Linked DNA regions of Mus musculus: region 2 is linked to region 1. Evidence: chromatin contacts called from public Hi-C data. All regions are on one chromosome and are shown on one strand. The core of a region is the stretch at or near the end of the contact, and the rest is flanking DNA. Distances in the headings are between cores, read along the strand shown.

Region 1 (3,024 bases), core at 96-2,595:
TTTTCTTTTTGCCTGAAACATATTATTTCAAAGTTAAGCAAATGGAATGTAAGCTACGGAAACTCAAAAAGCACCACTCAGGGTTTGACTGGAGAAGTCAGCAGCCCTCAGCCCCCTGTGTCCTGCTTAGCTTTCCACCTGGCTCTAAATTTGGAGAAGGGGAAGGAGCTAGATGGGGGTACAGCGCTCCACCAAGAGCCTTCTTTTCTTTCCTGTAGCAGACTTGTTTGTCTGATTAACCTAAAACTTGACTCCTGTCCAGGTTACACTCACCATTTATATGTCTAGGCTCTTACTCCATTTATCTCCCTAACACCTACCCCACCGCCCCTCTCCACTCTTCAACTAGGGCAGGTGCCCTCCTCTATCCTGTCTCCACTCAATCCTCTTCAGTTTCTTCCAAGAGGACACATGGCCCTGCTCTGCAGATGTTATTTCACCTTATTCTTGCATCCAGGACGACCAGACTCCTTCCTCTAACTTTCCTCTATCGGAGGGGCACTTCTGAGAACTTTGCGAGGAATGAAAGACTGTAAAAAGTGGAGCGAGCCAATAGTGAAGTCTCTCCACGGGCTCCGCCTGCCAGGCCCTCTGCAGTTCCATGCTGGGACCCCGAACTCCAGCTTCCTTGTGGCAGGATGGAGCCCCAGAAGACTGTGCTGTAGATGGGCCACCAGGCTCGGCATCGGGTTCCCCGGATTTCTGCTTTGTCCAGTGTTGGGGTGTGGGCAAGTCGGGGCGTCCTGCAGGCTAGCAGCCCGGCTCACAGGGAAGCTGAAGACAGGTCCACCCAGGGATCCCGGCTCTCTTCACCGGCCTGCCCATGTCGGGCCTCCGCTCCCCTCCTTCCCGGCTCCCGCCTCCTCCCGCAGGCTGCAGGGCGGCCCGGGGCCTGCCTCTCCCAGCGCCTTCACTACCGGGTCAAGCCGCGGAGGGAGGGAGACGGCGGCGAAGCCCTCCCTGGCGCTCCACTCGGTGCGCGCGCCTCCTCCCTCGGCTCGCATCCCCCAACGCTCCCCCCTCCCCGCCGCCCGCTTGCATCCTGCCAGTACAGTACAACTAGTACACAGGCACACACGCGCACACGCGCACACACACGCGCTCCCTACCGCTGCCACTGCAGCTGCCATGGATATCGGCTAACAACACAGAGGCCGGCGAGCGCGCGCGCGCTCCCCACTCGCAGCACGCAGGAGTGGCCCCCGGCATCCCTACCCTCCTCCCCACCCCCACGCCACCCGCTCACCAGCTCGGCCACTGCTCGCGCTGGCTCGGCCGCCGCCACCGCCGCTAACGCCGCCAACGCCACCACAGCTTCCTCCGCTGCGGGGCCAAAGCCTTGAGTGTCATTCAAGGGACAGCACAACCTCACCCAAGCTCTCCTACCTCTGCCCAGCCGTCCCTCTCATCCTCCCCCTTCCTCCGCCACACTCCATCCAAAGAAGAGGGAAAGCGCGGAGCAGAGGGAGAGAAAGGCAAAGTCTGCCACCCTCTTCCCTTGGCCCCCTTGCTCCTCCATCCCGATTTTGACTCCCAGACCCTCCTTCCCAAAGGACCCTCTGGAACTGAGGCGACTCACCCTACTGCCATGTCCAAAAGCTTGAAAAAGAAAAGCCACTGGACTAGCAAAGTCCACGAGAGTGTCATTGGCAGGAACCCGGAGGGCCAGCTGGGCTTTGAACTGAAGGGGGGCGCGGAAAACGGACAGTTCCCCTACCTGGGGGAGGTGAAGCCGGGCAAGGTGGCCTATGAAAGCGGCAGCAAGTTGGTGTCCGAGGAGCTGCTGCTGGAGGTGAACGAGACCCCCGTGGCGGGGCTCACCATCAGGGACGTTCTGGCCGTGATCAAACACTGCAAGGACCCCCTCCGGCTCAAGTGTGTCAAGCAAGGTGAGCGCAGCTTGTTCGGTGCTCTGCCTGGCGGTGGGACCCCGGCGTGGGGATGGCATTAACAGGGTGGGCGCGGGTGTTGGATGGGTGTATGCTGCGCCACCGCGGGGTGGGGTCCAGAGAGCACGGTAACTGTGTTCGGAGCATTAGGGGGACCGGGACTGGGGGGCTGGCTGGCCGGCTAAGCCAGGTGGTACTGTAGCAGGCAACTTAGTTTGCCCAGTTGGACCCTCCCCTTTGGAAGATGCTTGGCCTTGTCTGACCTCCTCTGAGCTTTAGGCCAAATAGAATGTGCGCCAATGGCATGTCCACAGTGGACACAGAGCTTTCGGGGAAGGAGGAAAGCAAGGGAGGAGGAAGAAAGGAAGATGGAGCAACTTGAGGTGCAGAGCTGTCGCTAGAGAGAATGGGAGAAGCTCTGAATATTGGGGCAAGTGGAGACCCCTTGCAGGATATCCAAAACTAGTCTGGAGACACCTTGGTCCGTAGCGGTTCCCTAGGGATCACTGACGGGAGAGGAAGGAAAGGGACAAATTGGTTTGGACGCTTTGACCGGTAGTGTTCAGTAACTTTTTCCCTGCTTCACTCCTCGGTCTTTCTCCCCCGCCCATGGTCATGTCATGTGGGCACCGTGAGTCACGTGCAGACTGACTAACCCTAGAGATCGCCCCTGGCCAGCAGGCAGGAGGAGGGGCAGAGATTAAGAAGCGGGGAGCTGGGAGAGCTTTCTAATGTGGAAGGGGAGGCAGACTGCGGCATTACAAGGGTTCCCCTAAGTATTCTTCATTGACTGGAATTTTCTTATTGACTAGGATTTCTCTGTGGTTGGACTCTCCTCTAGCTCCAGACATGGGGGCGTGTTTGTGGCATAGAGGTGGATGGAGATGCAAGCTGGTCAACAGCCCAGGCTCCCTGTGTTCTAACTTGGCTTCTGTCAAGTCTCTTCTAGGCTGTGAAGTTAATTTAGAGAGATTGGAATCTTGCTGAAAAAATGTCTTTGCTTGAAATAAAATTGTGGTCCTGAGAGAAAACTTTCATTAGAAAAGACTTTATTGTACAAATGTAGCGTGCCTTTGTTTTCCTCTGGTGGTAATGCAGTTTCTTGGGTGGCACAGGTGGACAGGACAGATCTGTC
Region 2 (3,041 bases), core at 223-2,722, 45 kb after region 1:
GTATGGAACGGGACAATGATCAAAAGAGGAATAATAATCTAAAAACAAGGTCAGACTAAAGAGATGAGCTTGTGCCTTGACAATGATGCCTTTGAACAGCCACATGTGGGGATTGCTCTGCCTTGGCTCCTCACACAAGGAGACTAGTACAACATAAGAGCAAAAAGCAAATCAAGTACTGGCTCTATGCATTTGGAACACCACTACAGACTTACACATATATGCTCCCCCCTTCCCCATCCCTTCTTTCCCCCTCCTTTTCTCTGTTCCCCTTTTCTCTCCCTCCTTTCCTCCCCTCCCCTCCCTCTCTTCACCTTTCTACTCCTCTTTCTTCTCATTTCAACTTTCCTTCTCTCCCCCTTGTTCCCTCCCTCTATACCGCTCCCTGTCTCCTATTTTATATTCATAGGATACACTCTTTCTTACATACTCCTAGGAAATTATTGTAGAAATACATTTAAGTGAAACAGCTCCTTATAAACCTTAAAAATAATATTGTACATCACCTCAGGGTAGTAATTTTCTTACCAGTATATATTTAAGGGAAATATGGTGATCAAAATATTATATTTTCTTTTAACTGTTACTATTCCAGTATTTTAGAAAAAATAAGAGTAAATTTGTGGAATGAGTGGGCTTTTTGTCAAGTGATATTTTCCAAGTATATTGATTTGCAGCTTGAGAAATAAATGTCTGCTTTCCAGAATGAAATAATTAAAATATTTACTTCTTGAAAGATAAATCTTCATATGTGTATTTAATTTGCATAACCATGATTAATTAAGTGATTATATACCAATATATGTAATATTATAGTATATAATATTATAGTCAGGTTTTTATTTCAGATCAAATAATGTTTATACACTGTATATTCTCAATAGAAAAGCTAGAAATGGTTGTGAAAAAGGAAACCTTCAATCATGGTGCTATTGTTTACTTGAGAAAGAGAGACTTTTCCTTTGCTTACTGCTGAGTTGGTTTAAGGGTGGTTTTGTTGGTTTCCTACTGGTTTTGTAACAAATCACTGCAAATTTAGTAATAACACACAAGAACATTTATTTCCCAGTTCTATAAATCAGATGTGCAAAATGCATCTTAGAGGTCTAGCATCAATGTATTGGTAGAGCTGTCTTTAGTAAAAATTCTAGAAGAGACTGCCATGTCCTTGTCTTCCAAATTCTAGAGCCAAATAATTTTCTTGGCTCATAGTTCCACCATCAATGCCAGCAACATGAAGCTAAATATCTTCTACACTACCACCTCTCTGCTGTTTTGAATTTCCCTCTTAAAGTTTAAGATTTCTTTTGATTATATCAAACCCACCTGTCATATTTAGACTAAATTCTTCTTAAAATCAGGTGATTAATGGCATTAATTCTCTTTTGTTGTGTAATCTAGCCTAATGTACAGGTTTGGAGAATAAGAACAAAGGATTCTTTAGCAGCCATTAAAAGGTAGCTTACAGCAGAGCTGAGAGACCTCGTGGGGAAAGCTGTTATTATCACTGGCTGCATGGAAAGTGAATTTGAGTCAGTGTATGTCTCCTGAGGGTTCCCTACTGGAATATTTTTCATAAGTATGTCTGATGTAGGTTCTTCTAAGGCAAAGAATGAGGGCCACATCTTTCTCCTAGCCTTGCCTCAGGCATGTATGGCCAGGAGCTAAATCTGTAGTGAATATTAGCATATTTACCACTAATTATGAGTAATAGCTCGTTTGCATTACTGATCCTAGCTATACAGCTATAACCTTTAGATAAAAACAAATTTGTATAAACTGAAGCCATTGCCAGATTCAAAGCAGTATGTCCATTATTTCTAATGCACTAAAATAAGGTTTCTATTTTTGCTGTATGGAAAACTAGACAAATAGTTGTTTCTTTTATTACCACATGGGGCCATCTTCATACAAGTATCTAATGGACTTTGAGTATATGCCTCCTTAGCCACTGTTCTTACCTTGCCCTCTTGAGCACCAGCCCATTTTCCTTCTATTTTTATGTCATCTGTACATGTATGATTTCGTGTGTCTGCTAAAGGCTGCACCCAGGAATTATAGTGGTGAAACTTGAGTCACTGCATCTGACTTCATTGCTTCCTGTGATTGTTTCTGGTTGTATTCATCTTTGTAACTACGTAATAATCTCATTGTCGATGCTTGAAAAACCTTCCACTAAGTATACAAGCACATTTGATGGAGGAAACCATAACCTACTAAGACAAGCCATGCCAACTGCTGATCAGGTGTTTCTCTTCCTTGGAACCCTGTTGCTTATGCACTAGGAAATAAACACTGACAACATCATGGTATTTTGGTCCAGCATTCTTAATATGAACATACATGTAAGATGTTTCTAGATGGCCATCAGAGCCTTTTCTGCATTCTGATTTTCTCTCTCTTTAATTATCTTTAACTTTATAAACACAGCCTATATTCAAAGATAATTAAAATATATGATTTGGACGTTACAACTCCTATAACTTATCATGCCCAGGTTTTCTCCTTTAGTAATGTGTTAATACATTATGATTGAAATAAACACTAAATATGATCAAATCAAATCATCAGAAATCATTAAAAAATCTATAGAGAATCAATATACATTCCTCTATACACAATAAGCATTGCTTTGTTCTGGGAATGTTAACACAACTAAAAACCATTGCTTTCATTTCCTTTGAATAACAAGTGATACCTCCCAAACACCTACACTTTATTTTAATTATTTATTTGCCATTCTTTTATAATTGTGATTTGGGATCTACTCAAAGTGGTTTTGTGTTTGTTGTTTGTTTGAATCTTTTGTATGTGGGACTATCTAATATATATCAAACAGAATTTTATTAAATAATAAAAATCTTTTTATAAAAAATAAGAAATAGTAAATATATAGTGAAATTGGCCTGGGACATATAGGGAAATAATGAAGCCTCTAAGCAGAAGACTTCCATGCTCAGTGACTAAGAATGACAGCAACTCATACCCTGACTGCTCCATTCAATATTAATCATAATGGGAAAGATCTGTGGTGACAGAAA

What was found. A called contact is a pair of places that touch in the nucleus more often than the background predicts.
Region 2: a Hi-C map of cerebellar granule neurons shows a contact between it and region 1, with 1.7 times the contacts expected there. The contact joins the enhancer-like site here to the promoter of Magi2 in region 1. A contact is called at or near these places in 3 of 484 Hi-C or Micro-C datasets (cerebellar granule neurons, embryonic stem cells and rod photoreceptor), 2 of 115 datasets of contacts at active chromatin or transcription factors (both in embryonic stem cells) and 2 of 9 other capture datasets (adipose tissue and liver).

The regions. Positions count from the first base shown.
Region 1 is chr5:19,225,701-19,228,724 of GRCm38.p6, forward strand. Magi2 (membrane associated guanylate kinase, WW and PDZ domain containing 2) reads left to right here and starts at 1,346. Exons shown (of 23, transcript NM_001170746.1): 1 at 1,346-1,889. The coding sequence starts at 1,589. 4921504A21Rik (RIKEN cDNA 4921504A21 gene) reads right to left here and starts at 855. Exons shown (of 3, transcript NR_102342.1): 1 at 441-855.
Region 2 is chr5:19,270,174-19,273,214 of GRCm38.p6, forward strand. All of the region lies in intron 1 of Magi2 (membrane associated guanylate kinase, WW and PDZ domain containing 2), which reads left to right. Among named protein-coding and RNA genes, the nearest start is that of Magi2, 45 kb to the left of the region's middle. Within about 2 kb of position 1,473, at least 2 of the 459 cell types and tissues checked have an H3K27ac peak or open chromatin away from gene starts, as enhancers often do. A contact at or near this core is called in cerebellar granule neurons, where this site is marked.